2 separate regions of the Mus musculus genome follow, and region 1 is linked to region 2. A link is a contact called in public Hi-C data. All regions are on one chromosome and are shown on one strand. Each heading gives the region's core, a stretch centred on a gene start, on an enhancer-like site or on the middle of the called end of the contact. The rest is flanking DNA. Distances are from core to core; before and after follow the strand shown.

Region 1 (3,517 bases), core at 880-3,379, 760 kb before region 2:
CTTATCAATAGTTACTTCCTGTTGATGGCTGTCACTGTATGGCTATGCACAACTAGTTTATTCCTCGAATTTAGTGTGCATTTTTGTTGTTTCTAGTCTGGGGGGGGGGGCCTGTTCTGGTCCAAGCACCTATAAATAACCATTGTGTAGTCAAATGGTTTTCTCACATACATACCAGGGAATAGAATTAATGTCAGGATGTAGGAGAAATGTATTGTTGATTGTATATATTTATGGATATGAGTATATGCTTATGTGTATTTAACCATAGATAATGTATAATTATATGCATAATTACATGTGAATGTCAAAGTGCAATCTTAAGTGGCCACATCTCTTTGTACTCCCATTTTTATCCACGACTCCGCCCCCTGTAAAGCATGAGTCCACTCATTCTCAGTACTCAGCATCACCAGGCTTTTAAAATGGAGCTTGACCCTGTAAGGGTGGAACATTGCCGCTGCGGCACTGAGGGACCGGTCTCATATTGAGGCTTTAACTCGCCTTTCTCCATGATGGCGTGGAGCATCTTTTCCTGTACACAGTGGCTTTTGTATTTGTTCTCGAACAATGGGCAAAACTCCTGTTCTGTAGGTGGATTTAGCTGAGGTGTATCAGGAGGATTCCTCAGAAGCTGAACTGCAGCAAGGAAGTTGTATGATCTTGTTTTGTTGCTCGATTTATAGCTGGAATTCGGGAAAATGAAGACTTTTTTTTTTTTTTGAGACAGGAGCCTGTCTTGTGGCTGAGACTGACATTGAACTGTCCCAAGTGCTGGAATTACAGGCTGCCATGCCCAGCTCAAACTGGCTATGCTTTAGACTTGGGGTTCTTATCCTTTTATGGAACAGTAAGACAGAACATATGAGAGCAACACAGATACACAGGATTTTACAGAGTCAAGTTCCACACATTAAAAATTCCCTTAGGGGAAACCTCAGAGTCAAAGGTCAGTATTTCAAAATAGATAGAATGCAGTCCAAAGGTGTTCTTCCCCCACGGAAAGACCAAACTCATCCTAGGTCACCAGGGGCAGAGGCAGATGGGCAGGTCTCTTGCTATGCAAGAAAAAAAGCACACACATCTCTCATTTCCAAGGCTGCAGAGAGGTCCCAGAGTCCTGAATACGTGGCTTTTGCAAAGGGACAGCCTCCTGGTAGATCATTTGGGCCTTTGGAGACTTCACCAGAGGGAATTTATCGTGGAAAGAAGGTACAAAGCTAGGACCAAGTGTAGGGAGAAAGATGACCCCACTGCCGCCTCATCCCAGGCTAAAAAGGATGGAGCAATAAAAACCTCCACCAAGTTAAGTGTGGTTGTACACACCTTTTAACTCAGCACTTAGGAGGCAGAGGCAGGTAAATCTCTGTGAGTTCACAAGCCAGCTTAGTCTACATAGCAAGTTTCAGGGCAGCCAGGGCTACCTAGAGAGGCTCTGTCTTAAAAAACAAAACAAAACAAAACAAAAACAAAACCCTCCATTAAAAGCCCTCCATGCATTTTTGTTGTTGTTGCTGTTGTTCATCCTGCCAGCCTACTTGTTTAAACAGAGCCATACGGGAGGCCCCAGGACACTTGGCCAAGGCGGGAGGATCCAGGGCTCCTGGAGGAGCACTGTACCTCCCCTTCTTTATACTAGTTCAGCAAGACCAGGAAGGGCCTGGTTTCAAGCATGTGTCTATAGCCCTTTCCCTCTTATCTGACAGGTCTATAACACAACCCAAGATCCACACGTTCTTCATTCTCCACCTCACAAATACTGGGAAGGGTTGCAAATCCCCCCTTCCACATCTCAAGTGGCATTTGGAGACACTTCAAGCGCTGCTATCTCACCTTCTATCCAGAACATCTGTCGCTTCTTTATATTGTCTCCAAAAAGAAAACCCCAAACACATCCACAGGACTCGGATTTCTGTCACTTTCCATCCCGTCAGTGAACTTCAGGGACTGGCTTGTGACATTATTCAGTGTCATGGGTGGTACTCCTCTGGAAACCTCCCTCACAGCCCTTCCCCCAAACCTATTGCTCTCTTAATTGAGTTTCAAGATGGTGCTTTGTTCCTCTGAGGATTCTCACAGAATAGCAGTGCGAGGAGGGCGAAGCTTTCCATCCCCCCTGTGTACTGCTTAACTGAGTCCCCATTCTCCTAGTTGCTAAGCTGCAAGTGGCTTTTGCAGCATTCCGCCTGCCACTCAGCCATTGTGCTGAGCTGTTTTTGCATCCAGGTGGAACCCAGCTTCTCAGGCACTGGTTGCTTCCACAAGGTCAGGAGAATTAGATCCGTGACAAAAGGTATCTCTGGAGAGATCTCTGTTTGATTAATCATTAATGACATGGTCACTCCCAATCCTGCTACCCCCATCCATGAACAAATGGAGAGAAATTTCTAGACAACTATGCTTGTTTTAACTGAGTAAGGAAAAAAAGGTGGGGGGAGAGAGCAGCAAAATCAGAACACAAAACAAAAGGGAGGGATGGCCAGAGCCCTGGTGAAATCCTGGGCTTGTGGAGCTCAGGGCATGCTGAGCAAGCAAAACCCCCTAAGCTTTCCACAAAGGCCTCCAAGGTGAGTCAGCTGAAAGGCCCTAATCCCCTGGAGGGTGATCAGGGACGCCTCAGAGGCCACAGAGCCACCAACAGTGGAAAAGAGGAGATAATGCAAGCTTTAACACAGTGTCTCTCAACCTTCGTAAAGCTTAACCGCTTTAACACAGTTCCTCATGTTGTAGTGACCCCCCCAGACATAAAATTATTTTTTTCTTGCTACTTCATAACTGTGATTTTGCTACTACTATTAATCATAATGTAAATACCTGTTATGCAGGATATCTGACTCCTGTGAAAAGGATTGTTTACCCGACAAAGGGGTCGAGACCCATAAGTTGAGAACCACTGTTTGAACACTCTGCGTAGAGAACCTAGAGGGTAGAACCTGCTGTCTAAGAGACCATCTTCACTTTCCTGCTTCAAATTGTGCATCATTCATACAGCTTAGGCAGGACTTGCAATACAGATGGTGTCTACTAAGCACTATCAGGAAGCTGAGAAAAGAGGCCCAGCTATTTAGCAAGGCATGAGATTAGCTAACTGGTGCTTCAAACAAGGCACTGAAATCATGGATAAACCTACTGGTACAAAAATTAGGCTGTAATAGTTGCTGGGAGGGAAGAAAGGGGACAGCAGTGACAAGAAACGGCACAGGAACCTGAGGGGTGGGACACTCGTCAACGGCTCACAGACTGAAATGGAAGAACAGTCAGGATTCAGGAAATGAGCTTCCTAGGCAGCAGTGCACAGTCCTGACTTGTTGATGTGTCCGCAGTCAAAGTCCAAGGCTACACTGAACTGAATTCCAAAGCCCTTTGGCTCCAGTTCTAGCTTGGACCCCTTTCCACAACAAAGCTAATCCAGTTAAGAGGCAGAAGAGCTTCTCTGGGGCTGTCGGATCAACTCCTAGTAATCAGTGAGTGGTTCATCCGTGGAGAAGCTGCCCTCCCCCTCCCAGGGCATTCTAGA
Region 2 (3,647 bases), core at 812-3,311:
CTTCAGGGGCTGCAGAGCCACAAATGAAGGGAAGAGAGAAGAAAGGCCAGAGAGACTGGAGAGCAACCAGAGAAGCATGGGGTTCAAAGACTATGGCAACAGTTTGCAGCGTTCTCAAGAAGTTGTTTACTAAAACAATACTGATTCGGAGAGTCCCCTCCTCAAAGAACTGAAAACCAATATTCAAATGAAAGCCTGTACGGTAATGTCCAAGGAGCAATATTTATAATTATTTATGATAGCCAAATGGCAGAAGCAACCCCAAAGGGCCTCAGTGATCAAATGGAAAAACTGATCATGGCACGGCCATACAACGGGATAGGATTCAGCCGCTAAACAGGATGAAGTAATGCTGCGGGCTTACAACGTGGATACATCTTAAAGACACGTGGATTGAAAGAAGCTAGGCACAAAGACAAAATACCATAGGTTCCCATTTATATTTAATGTCCAGAGTTGGCAAGGCTACGTAGAGACAGGAAGCAAACTGGTGGCTGCCAGGGCCTGGCAGGAAGGAGGGACTGAAAAGTGCTGCTTAATGGGATTATGTGGGGATGATGAACACTTTAAAGTAGACAGCAGTAATGATTATATAACAGTACAAGTCTATCTAAACGCCACCAACTGTATACACTGAAATGGCTAGGGCTGGAGATGGCTCAGCAGCTAACGGCACCTGCCACCAAACCAGAAGCACGAGTTTGACCCTTGGGATTCACATGGTGGGAGGAGAGAACCGACTCCCAAAAATAAAAAGTAGATTTTATGTTGAGCATTTTACTATTTCAAGAAGTATGCAACTGACTAGGTCAGATGTATGTACAAGGGAGGGAACAAACCCCATCCTGTATGGACTCCACAGATGGACTCTAGGTTAGCACCACCACTGGGGATGCTCAATGCTATGCGGGTGCACAAGTGCCCAGGAGCAGGGCTGAACGTCTGCAGGGACCGTCTGAGCACAGAGGTCTTTAGAGCCTGTGGTGTCTGGTGTCCCAGGCACTCAGTAGAAAGATTCTTTTCCTTTTCCACAGACACATTGGTTAGTATGAATATCTTCATTCTCATTAGTAGAAAAACTATTGACCACCACCTGGGAAAAATCTGACCATATTGTAGCACGTGGACTAAGATCTAGATCTGAGTTTTTACCGTGAAATGATTTATCATGTCACTGGGGCACCAGCAAATTTCCAAAACCCTCTGGGCACATCTGATACCATGAGCGCCAAAACCAAAATCCACAACTGCTTGGGAAATTTAGACTGAGGGCTCCCAGAGCAGTGGCTCATCACTCTAGTGGACTGAGCTGTGACTCCAGGGGTCTGTCTAGGAAGTGGGGTGGGCTCCCAGTCCTACCAGATCAAAGCCAGCCACAATCACAGCACAGTATATCAACAATGGCTTCCAGAGCCAGGCCCAAGGCATGCTTTTCAGGCCTGTGACCCATGGCCTGTGACACCAAGGTTTTGTTCTACCCCGAGGTTCCTTGTCTGAAGTCCATACCTTCCCACAGATGAGGTACTGGCCATAGCTTTAACTCTTTATTTTTGAGTCCACACCCTGGGGTTCAGACTCTAGTTTTCAACCATCTCTAGCTGAAGGGGGGAGGCCTCTAAGCCAGTGTGACCGTCCCACCAATGTCTAGCCACTCTTTCACCCATGCTGGGTATGATAGTGGGGACCCAGGTTACCTAGTCATGGCCCCTGCCTTAGAAGTCCTTCTGTTCTGGAGAAGGTGAAACACACTCTTAGCCAATACAGTTCAGAGTGTGGGGTCCTTAAGAAAAAGGGTGCAGCAGAACACATTCTGATGAGGAGTCTAAGAAGCACCTCCTTCAGGGCCAGCATGGGCTCATTTCTGCTTGAGGCCTGATTGCTGTCAGACAGCCAAGAGTGCCAGGTGCCATCTGCCAATCAGGACCCCGTGCAAGTTTCAGGTCAAAGGGTTACTCCAGTTGTCTTAATTAAGCCCTAATTAAGTATTCTGCCCGGAAACCTCCCTCTTGTAGAGCTGCACTGTTTACAGGGACCGATTCAGGGAATCGGGTCAGCTGTTGGGTGTCGGCAGCCGTTAGGAGCGGCACCGTCAGCTGTAGAGGGATGCTAGTGGGGTTCACGGATTCCACCCCCCCCCACCACAAGACTCAGAAATACAGAATGCCAGCCCTTGTGAAGCACTTGGCCCTGCCCCTAGCCTCAGCAGTGCCCAGCTTTGCCCATGGGGAGAAGGGAAGGGGCGTGTAACTAAAGGCCTGCCAGGCACTGTAGGAAAGAAAACCAGAATGACTGGCAGACGGTAGCCGAGTAACCAAGCCGCTGCACCCCTTGTCACTGAACTGTTAAATAAATACTACTAACCAGAAATCACGGAGCATTCCAGAAACTACTCTCAATACCAGCACTTTGATTTAATGTGGGCTGTAAACTATAGGCTATATACCTATATAACTATAATCTGCAAAACCATTGCCTTATAGAGGAACCAAACCCTCCCTTACACTGGGCATAGACAGGCAGGAAACACAAATTTGATCTAACGAGTAAGGTGTTTCCGGTTTGGGTGGTAAATCCTTGGAGTGTGTACTTTAATGTCTGTTTGTGCCACAAGGAGACCTCGTCTAAGGATGGGAGAGGTCTCTGGGGAGGGACGGCACAAAGATTCCCTGGAGAGTCAGAATGTGCCGAATGAAGGCACACTGGTCTGAGCAGCAGCAGGTACACACCCCAGGGTACCCCAATTCTACCCCTGCAGGAGCTTCTTCTTCCCATAACCACATCTCTCAGGTCTATTCACATCCCAAAGCCCTGCCACCTCCATTTAAGATTCTGATTGGAAGAAAAGTCAGAAGTTGGATTTATTCTGTCCTAAGTAGCCACTAGCAAGCACACACAGGGACAGGACCCTGGCACCTGCATCAACAGCAACAAAAGTCCCTGCCCGCTCTACTTCCCAAGCCCAGAGCCCAAGTTTAGGGGCATCCATCCGAGTTTGGGGGCCATAGGTATAGCCCAGTGGTTAGTGCCGGCTTAGCATGCATGAGGCCCTGGTATGAGCTCCAGTGTCGCTTAAACAAACAGAAAACAAAACAAAACAAAAACAACAGCAAAATCCAGCCACTCCCTGGCTCCCGTGAAAGGGCCTCCTTAAACCTCTCCTTCTTCTCAGACCACCACTGCACATGATCGAGCTGGCATGGCCTCGGAGGTGGGCCACTGCACCTGGCCCCCTGACCTTGGTGTTCCTCTCTCTCTCATCTATACCCCCATGTCATGGAATGATCGTCTTAAGATGTAAATCTGACTGTCACTCTCCTGCATAAAACTCTCTGTCACCCCATAACTTTTAGAGTGATTTGTGAGGTTCTCCCTGTGAGCCCTGGGCTTCTGTCTCAGCTCTGCTACTTCATTAGATGGCTGCCGGCGAGCAGATTAACTCCCCACTGATAAAGTGCTGATAAGAACAGCACCTGTCTCACAAGGCTGCCATGAGTTGAAGGGAGGAATTCGTGGAACTGTTCAGAACATGCTGTCCCTGGCCCAGAAGCGCAGCACAAATGGTAGCTGCTATAATCATTTCTAGGCTGTCAAGGCCCTAGCTGGTCAGGCTCTGTGTCTCTTCTCTCTCTTGTCTGTCTGACTGTCTG

The links. A called contact is a pair of places that touch in the nucleus more often than the background predicts.
Region 1: a Hi-C map of rod photoreceptor shows a contact between it and region 2, with 2.8 times the contacts expected there. The contact joins two enhancer-like sites. A contact is called at or near these places in 2 of 39 promoter capture datasets (the C10 cell line and embryonic stem cells), 1 of 484 Hi-C or Micro-C datasets (rod photoreceptor) and 1 of 115 datasets of contacts at active chromatin or transcription factors (extraembryonic endoderm stem cells).

The regions. Positions count from the first base shown.
Region 1 is chr4:45,966,718-45,970,234 of GRCm38.p6, reverse strand. It overlaps a transcript of Tdrd7 not described here. Among named protein-coding and RNA genes, the nearest start is that of Tdrd7, 3.8 kb to the left of the region's middle. Within about 2 kb of position 2,129, at least 14 of the 459 cell types and tissues checked have an H3K27ac peak or open chromatin away from gene starts, as enhancers often do. A contact at or near this core is called in rod photoreceptor, where this site is marked.
Region 2 is chr4:45,207,500-45,211,146 of GRCm38.p6, reverse strand. The region is part of intron 1 of Frmpd1 (FERM and PDZ domain containing 1); the gene reads right to left. Among named protein-coding and RNA genes, the nearest start is that of Frmpd1, 24 kb to the right of the region's middle. Within about 2 kb of position 2,061, at least 46 of the 459 cell types and tissues checked have an H3K27ac peak or open chromatin away from gene starts, as enhancers often do. A contact at or near this core is called in rod photoreceptor, where this site is marked.